Regions from separate parts of the Mus musculus genome. Here region 1 is linked to region 2. The links are chromatin contacts, called in public promoter capture Hi-C maps. All regions are on one chromosome and are shown on one strand. The core of a region is the stretch at or near the end of the contact, and the rest is flanking DNA. Distances in the headings are between cores, read along the strand shown. Region 1 has its middle 72 kb from the start of Gm5709. Region 2 holds the start of Igsf10 (immunoglobulin superfamily, member 10).

What was found. Promoter capture Hi-C pulls out the DNA fragments that hold promoters and counts their contacts.
Region 1: a contact with region 2 is called in a promoter capture Hi-C map of embryonic stem cells, with 3 times the contacts expected there. The contact joins the enhancer-like site here to the promoter of Igsf10 in region 2. A contact is called at or near these places in 6 of 39 promoter capture datasets (cranial neural crest, embryonic stem cells, hippocampal neurons and 2 more), 1 of 115 datasets of contacts at active chromatin or transcription factors (fibro-adipogenic progenitors) and 1 of 9 other capture datasets (adipose tissue).

What each region holds. Positions count from the first base shown.
Region 1 is chr3:59,561,425-59,565,214 of GRCm38.p6, forward strand. No RefSeq gene overlaps it. Among named protein-coding and RNA genes, the nearest start is that of Gm5709, 72 kb to the right of the region's middle. Within about 2 kb of position 2,272, at least 3 of the 459 cell types and tissues checked have an H3K27ac peak or open chromatin away from gene starts, as enhancers often do. A contact at or near this core is called in embryonic stem cells, where this site is marked.
Region 2 is chr3:59,342,248-59,345,681 of GRCm38.p6, forward strand. Igsf10 (immunoglobulin superfamily, member 10) reads right to left here and starts at 2,009. Exons shown (of 7, transcript NM_001162884.1): 1 at 1,443-2,009.

The DNA of each region.
Region 1 (3,790 bases), core at 1,022-3,521, 220 kb after region 2:
CCTAAATCTCTTTATTATCATAATAAATGGAAATTGGTGGCACTTATACCTCAAGGCATATGAAATTCACTAATATGGCATTTTTATGTTTTGCTAAGTACTTTAACAGTGACAGAATTTCTCTCAAAACAAACTTATTCTTGATTTTGTCATAATCTTCTAAGAATACTTTTAAGCTAGAATTAAGGTCAATTGTTTTTGTGTTTATGGTAAATTACTGTTTTCTGTTACTCTTAGAAAAGGAAATGCCAGGAGAAAATAAGAAAAAGCAGCTGTGCCAAACGGATATCCACCAAAACCTGAAAGCAGCATAGAAAACAACTTAACACACAGGTTTTAGTCTGTTGTGGTGTTTAGAATCCTGTTTGCTACTTTGTCAGTTGGACTCAACAAAGTTTAATCCCTTGCAAAATCTTCTTTTAAAAAAATAATTTCTGTAAATTATTCCCTATGCCTTATTCATGTGGTGCTTTGTGCACTATCCAATAAGTGTAGAACAAACTTTTTCAGGAAAATATGCACATATATACACATAAGGACAGAGGGACAGACAGACAAACTTGACAGCCTTGAGGAAAGCACAGGTCTAGATTCATACAAATGTCAGTTTACAGTCAGAGGACAACAGAACCTCAAGGAGACACAAGTAGAGAAATAAATTCTGGTCTCTCTCTTACTAAAATCATTCCAAAGGAAAATATTTTAATTTTTTTCTTAATGTGACACAGTTTTGCTTACTCTGATGGTATTACTAATATATTCAAAATTACACAATGATAAATGACAATGTGTTAGGAATTATTTTTCACAGCTTCCAAACCATGCAATTGCTAACAGACATACTGCTAAGGCTGCCCATGGTCTTTCTCCCCACCCATATTTTGGAGTCTGGAAACATTTCTAAACTTATTTTTCCTGGCACACTGGGCTTTCCAATTTTCTCTATGAAGCCCATTCTTCCTGTGTTCACAGATTTCTGCTGCTAAACCTGCCTTCTTGCTTGACCTCTAACATAGAAGCATGACTTTGTTCCTCCGAGTAATTGCTTTTGTACTGGTAGTCAGAGGGTCCAGCTTACCTGACACACTGTTGTTTTCCTGTTCAATTCCATAGGATTCTTTTCAAGATTCTTCCTCTGTCTGTTTCTAATTCTTTTCATTTTTGATACTAAATGCCTGCAAAATGCGCTCTATGTTTTGAGGAAACAAGAATTGTCTCCTTAATTATCTATCTGTAAGTACAGATTTATTGCAGAGTTGGGCTTCAGTATATAAATTTTGAGGAGACAGAAATATCTTTTTCTCTTTTAATAAATCTTTCTTCTTATTAAATAAGATTGGTTCTGTAGAATCTGAGGTAAAAATTTTGTTAGTGATTAGTGCAAACTGAACAAATTCTAAATACTTTCTATCTCAATCCTTCAGTTTCCTAAGTCTCATTTTTCTTCTTTCTCTATTTAAAGGCTGCACCCAGATATGAGTAATAAAGTCTTCATCCAGAAAGAAATATGAGTAGACTTGGGGGAAAAGGCTATTTTGAAGAAAGTGGGGTGATGAGATATATTTGGAAGTAACTTGGGATGGATTAAATTGTTTCAAAAATGAACTTCACATTCTCACTCACTCCTTTCCTTCTTGGTGGTATTCACAGTCTTTAGAGCACACCAACTTCACTCAAGTCAAATTGTTTTTTTCTGCCTTTAAATTTTTTAAACTGATCTTCTAGTAGGGATAATTTCTATGAACAGATTTTGGAAGGTTATTGTTTGTATGGTGTTTTCCTCACATTTATGCTAAAGTTCAATCAATCATCGGAAACATTAAAACTAGGAACTATATAACTTAGATGTTCTTATATGGGTCCTTTGAGAAGGTTTAAGATAGGATGAATCCTGTTTCTAATGGTACTTAATCCTGTTTTTTTGTTTTTTTTTTCTCTAAGAGTGAGGGAGACTGGATAAACAGATACATACAAACAAGCATACTCTTTCTGTCTCTTGCAATCTGACTGGTCTCCTAGATTAAGCTAATAAGGTACTTGAACCGGGTAAACCTATGAGGCAGGCTGGGGCTGAAAGAAATTTAGATGGCAAGAGATTAATGGAGACCAAGACATGATTCTGTTCAAGGCCCGCCAGTTTACTAAGAGAGTCTGCTTATAAAAGGGGAAGGCCCATCCCCCACCAGTCCATTCTTGGTGTTTGGAGCCAGCCTGGAGGCGACTTGCAGAATAGAATGTTCCTCTAGGATATCTCAGGGGCTTCTCAGCAGGTAGCAGTGTCTTGGCGAGAGCAGTAGTGGGTGACTGAACAAAAGAGCCATCTAGGTCTGGAGGCTCCACCCTAGGTAATCTCCTTCTTAGTGGCAGCAAGGTCAAAGTCTGGATCAGCCTGCTTCAGGGCTGAGTGAGGGAGGCTACAGGTAATCATTACTTATAGTCCATAGATCTTGTACTTCCATAGAAACCTCTTCACTGTATGATAGCTGGCCTTTAAACTAGGGCCATGGCAGGAACAGTGATTTGAATCAGGACATAAAAAGTCCCCTTAAAATGCTTTGCTCAAGTTCTCTGAAATGTCTCACTATTAATATCAAGAAATGCTTTTCATAGCTATGGAAGATTTTCATTTAATTATGTCCTCACAAAACAAGAGCAATAACATTTTGTATCTAGCCTTTAGCCAGTAAGCCTCCAGTAATTCAGAGACTAGAAGAAAGGGTTTCCCTCTGTGTGCTGATTAGGAGCTATGGAAGAATTGTCTGTCTACTATGGAACACTATGTTCTACTCCTAGCAATTGGTGATTTTGGAAAAAAAATTCTTAACTCTTCCTGGGCTCTATGCTCCGGAAAACTATTAACATTACTTTTGATTTTAATGTCAAATATTTATTGAACTTTCCTTAGATTTTTTTTTTTTTTGGTGTTGTTGTTGCAGATCATTTTGTTCCAAGGTTATTATTTGTAGAAAAGCAGGAATTAATGCATGGACATTTCAGCTGCATTTTTCAATTCTCATTTTCTCCACAAGGGTTCAAAGAAGATAGAAACCATCAGAATGGGAGACTGCATTACTTTCTTTGTAGGCTTTGAGTGCTCTTAAAGGATAACTAAGATATGAGGGTTTAGAGTGATGTAGCAGCTCAGGAGCTCTCTGGGCTTTGGGTCTTCAGTAAAAGCTGGTCATTTGGATTTACTCCATCTTATGGCAGAACAAGCTGTGTTGAAGCCAGGTTCACCACTAGAAGATGATAATGAGAGTCTTGTTTCCTCCTTTCACATTTTGGAAAGCTTCCTAATTTCCTTAGCTGCCTTGCTGTTTTTTTTTTTTTTTGCCTTTCTTTCTTCCTTCCTTTCTTCCTTCCTTCCTTCCTTCCTTCCTTCCTTCCTTCCTTCCTTCCTTCCTTTCTTTCTTTCTTTCTTTCTTTCTTTCTTTCTTTCTTTCTTTCTTTCTTTCTTGTTGTAAGAGCCTTCTTGGTATGGGTGCTCTCATTCCCCATATTTCTTATTGTGTTTTTTCTCTCCAAATTATTCTTTTAACTCTAGACCTATTTGATCTTTTAGTCTCAGACTTTGTGTACTATTTCAACTCCAAATTTCTTAATATTTTGGGAGTGGATTTTTTATTAGATATTTTCTTTATTTACATTTCTAATGTTATCCCCTTTCCTAGTTTCCCCTCCAAAAACCCCCTATTCCTTACCCTCTCCCCCTTTTCACCAACCCACTCACTCCTGCTTCCTGGCCCTGACAGTCCCCTATACTGGAACATATAACCTTCCCAGGTCCAAG
Region 2 (3,434 bases), core at 759-3,258:
TTTCTTTATCCGTTCATATTTTGACGGCTACGTAAGTTGGTTCCACATTCTTGGCTGTCGTGAATAATGAACAATGTAGCAATAAATTCTGTGCAGATTTCTCTTTGTTACATACCCAGTAATGGATTGGTAGTTCTAGTTTCAGAGGTTTTTTGTTTGTTTGTTTGTTTTTTGTTTTTTGGAATTCCATAAGAACTGCAAAAAAATTAACACCATCCCCCAATTATCCAATAAATGAATAGACTAGTGAACTGAAAGAAAGACCTGAAAGATTGTTCAGGGCATCCAAATTGACATTCCTTTGAGATCCTATCTTATTCCACTTATAATGCTCATCATCAAGAAGATAAATGATGACAACAAATGCTAGTGAAATCTGGAGAAAGAGGAACTCTTATTCCCTAGAGTGTAAACTTGCATAGACTCAGGAAACTGTTCTCTTTATAAACCAGTGTGTGCTAGCTTCCCATTGGACTTTATCACTAAATGGGCTTATTATTGTAAACATATCTTCATAGCTTCTCATTTCCCAATGAAAAGCAGGATCCCTGTCATTAGAGATCATAATAATGTTATCGGGACAATTAAAGTTTGTAAATTTAACTCTCTTGTTTGACCAAGAGCCTTTTACACTTTTATATACATTTTAAAAATATTTTTATAAATATAAAAATAGTACATGTGCAATTTAGAAAACTTTGCACCAGTAAATAGATAAAAATTATATATATTTTTCACATTGCATTTATGAATGTACTTCTTTATATGATCAATTTTTGTAACATTGTATTATTTAATATGTGTTTTATTTATTTGGCTTAACCTTCCAAAATACTTTTACAGCTGTAATAACCCACTAGAAAAAAAGGTCAAATTTCTTTCTAGCATGTCTGCAAGTCCTTGCCAATAAGGACACATGGGCCTTTTCAGAGCCAACTAATGACCGGGAGGACAGTAAACTGACCAGCTGGGAGGGCTGAGTCTCTGACTTTGCAGGCATAACACTGTCTGCTCTTTCTCTGCTTGGAAACACCCCTCTGCTTACTGACACAGTGATGGGGAGCATGGCCAAGGAAGAATTCTGCTTCTCTTGTTAGAAAATATCTTTAACCCGCACGTGGCGAAGGCTCAGTGATCCCTCCCAACCTGGAGCTGTTATGAATGAGTTTAACCCAAATTAAGATTTACTAATGATTACTTCTATGCCTACACTGTCACTGTTACATCACTGAATATTTTTGAATACTCTCTGCGTGATGATTAAAAAGCAGATGAGCTTGCTATTATTAGATAAACAAAGATGGTACAAGGTAGCTGGGAAACAGAAGAGACTATATGCACCTTAAGAGTTAGTTATAAGAGAAGAGAGCCGTAAATGAATACCACATGAGTTCCCGTACACTTAAGCCTCAAACTGTATTTAACAAAAGAGTTGGCAATACCTGAGCTCTTCTGTCTTGCTTTTGAATCCTCTTGTAACATAAGCAGAGACAGGAAATCTTCTGAGGAGAGCCTTCACCTGATTGAAGGAACGTTCTTTGCTTCCAACGGGAGCAAAAGGCTTAGTAGGCTTAGTCTTCACTAGCTGGGGGACTGACTCTTCAGAGAACTGGAGGCGCTTCTGTTATTTTAATGGTATCATACATTTCCAAACTAACCAAAGCTTTCCTTTATCTGATTGCTGCTGCTGCTGCTGCTGCTGGAATGCTCTTCCTTCTCCCTCAATAGTATAGGTTAGTTAGTTCTCAAACTCACCTAAACTTACAAGTACTAATCGATCACTCCTTCTTTCCGACGTCCCAGGCGTTTCTCCTCAAATTGCTTGCTTTGCACAAACACGTCATCAGTGTTTATGAAAGCGTCCCAGGCTACATATAATCCTTCCCGCTCCTTTTGCCTGGCTTCAGTCACTGAAGCGATGTTCCCTTGGTCGCTGCTTTTGTCCCAACTCCCCTCCAGTACTTTCCTTTTCCTGGACCCTTCTGCCCATCCCACCCTCTGTCTCGCCCTGAACCCCAGCTCCCACATCTACCAGACTCTCTGGGTCCCTTCACTTCCCGAGGGGATTAGCAGCCGCTCACCTCTGCCTTGGGCCAATGGAATTGCACCGCCTTTGGGGTCTGCTCAGCCTCTAGGGGTCTTCACTCGGGAGGAGGGCGGGGCAGGTGACGCAGCTATAGCCTCGGCTTCTGGGAATGGGCGGGCCATCGACCCGGGACCACCAGCGCCAACCCAGGCTCGCCTGCGAGTTTGCTCCTCCTGTGCTGGTAAGCCCTGGGCTTTTCCTGTCTGGTGGCAGGCTCTGTGGCCCGGGCTGGCTCAGGGGCTACAAATTCTTTCCTTTCGTGACCTCTCCCATCTCCTAACAGGGGGAGGGGGAACCTAGACATAAAAATAGGAGAGGTACTATTGCAGGGAAGGAAAAGGATTAAGCTTGGGTGGGTGAGTGAGCAGATGATGCCCAGGAGAAGGTAAAGGTGTGTGTGTGTGTGTGTGTGTGTGTGTGTGTGTGTGTGTGTGTGTGTGTGTGTGTGTGTGTTGGGGGCGGGGCAGAGGGGGCTGGGGCTGGTAGTGGTGCCAAATATGCTGACAGCATGTGATATACTTGAATAAAAAAACATGTCATAGACCCCGTAAGTCTTCACAATGAATATATGCTAATGATGGTGGTAACAACAACAGCAATAACATTCAAAGACGCTTCAATCACTGTGGTTTGTCCTGGGTTTGTGACTCCCCTTCTGTTTGCAAGTTGAGATAGCAGTGAAGTGAGGTGTCTGACTTTCTTTTTTTTTTTTTTTTTTTTTTTTTTTCCATTTTTTATTAGGTATTTAACTCATTTACATTTCCAATGCTATACCAAAAGTCCCCCATATCCACCCACCCCCACTCCCCTGCCCACCCACTCCCCCTTTTTGGCCCTGGTATTCCCCTGTACTGGGGCATATAAAGTTTGCAAGTCCAATGGGCCTCTCTTTCCAGTGATGGCCGATTAGGCCATCTTTTGATATATATGCAGCTAGAGTCAAGAGCTCCGGGGTACTGGTTAGCTCATAATGTTGTTCCACCTATAGGGTTGCAGATCCCTTTAGCTCCTTGGCTACTTTCTCTAGCTCCTCCATGTGGTACATCTACACAATGGTGTCTGACTTTCGAATGTACTCTTCCGCCCTGGGAGAGGCACCTATCCTCTTCCTCTTTGTTGGTTATCTATGTTTGAGGTGTACAATATGAAATTATCAGCTACATGAAGATAAAACAAACGTATCTATCACTTTATTCTCTCTATGTAAGTGTGTGTGTTAGTAAGATACACTCGTTTGCTGTGTATCTTAAATAGAATTATTAAATACAGTCCTCATATTATACATTAAGTCTCTGGATTACTTCACTCTGTAGTTGTTGCTTTGTGTCCTCTAATCTACAAGTATCCT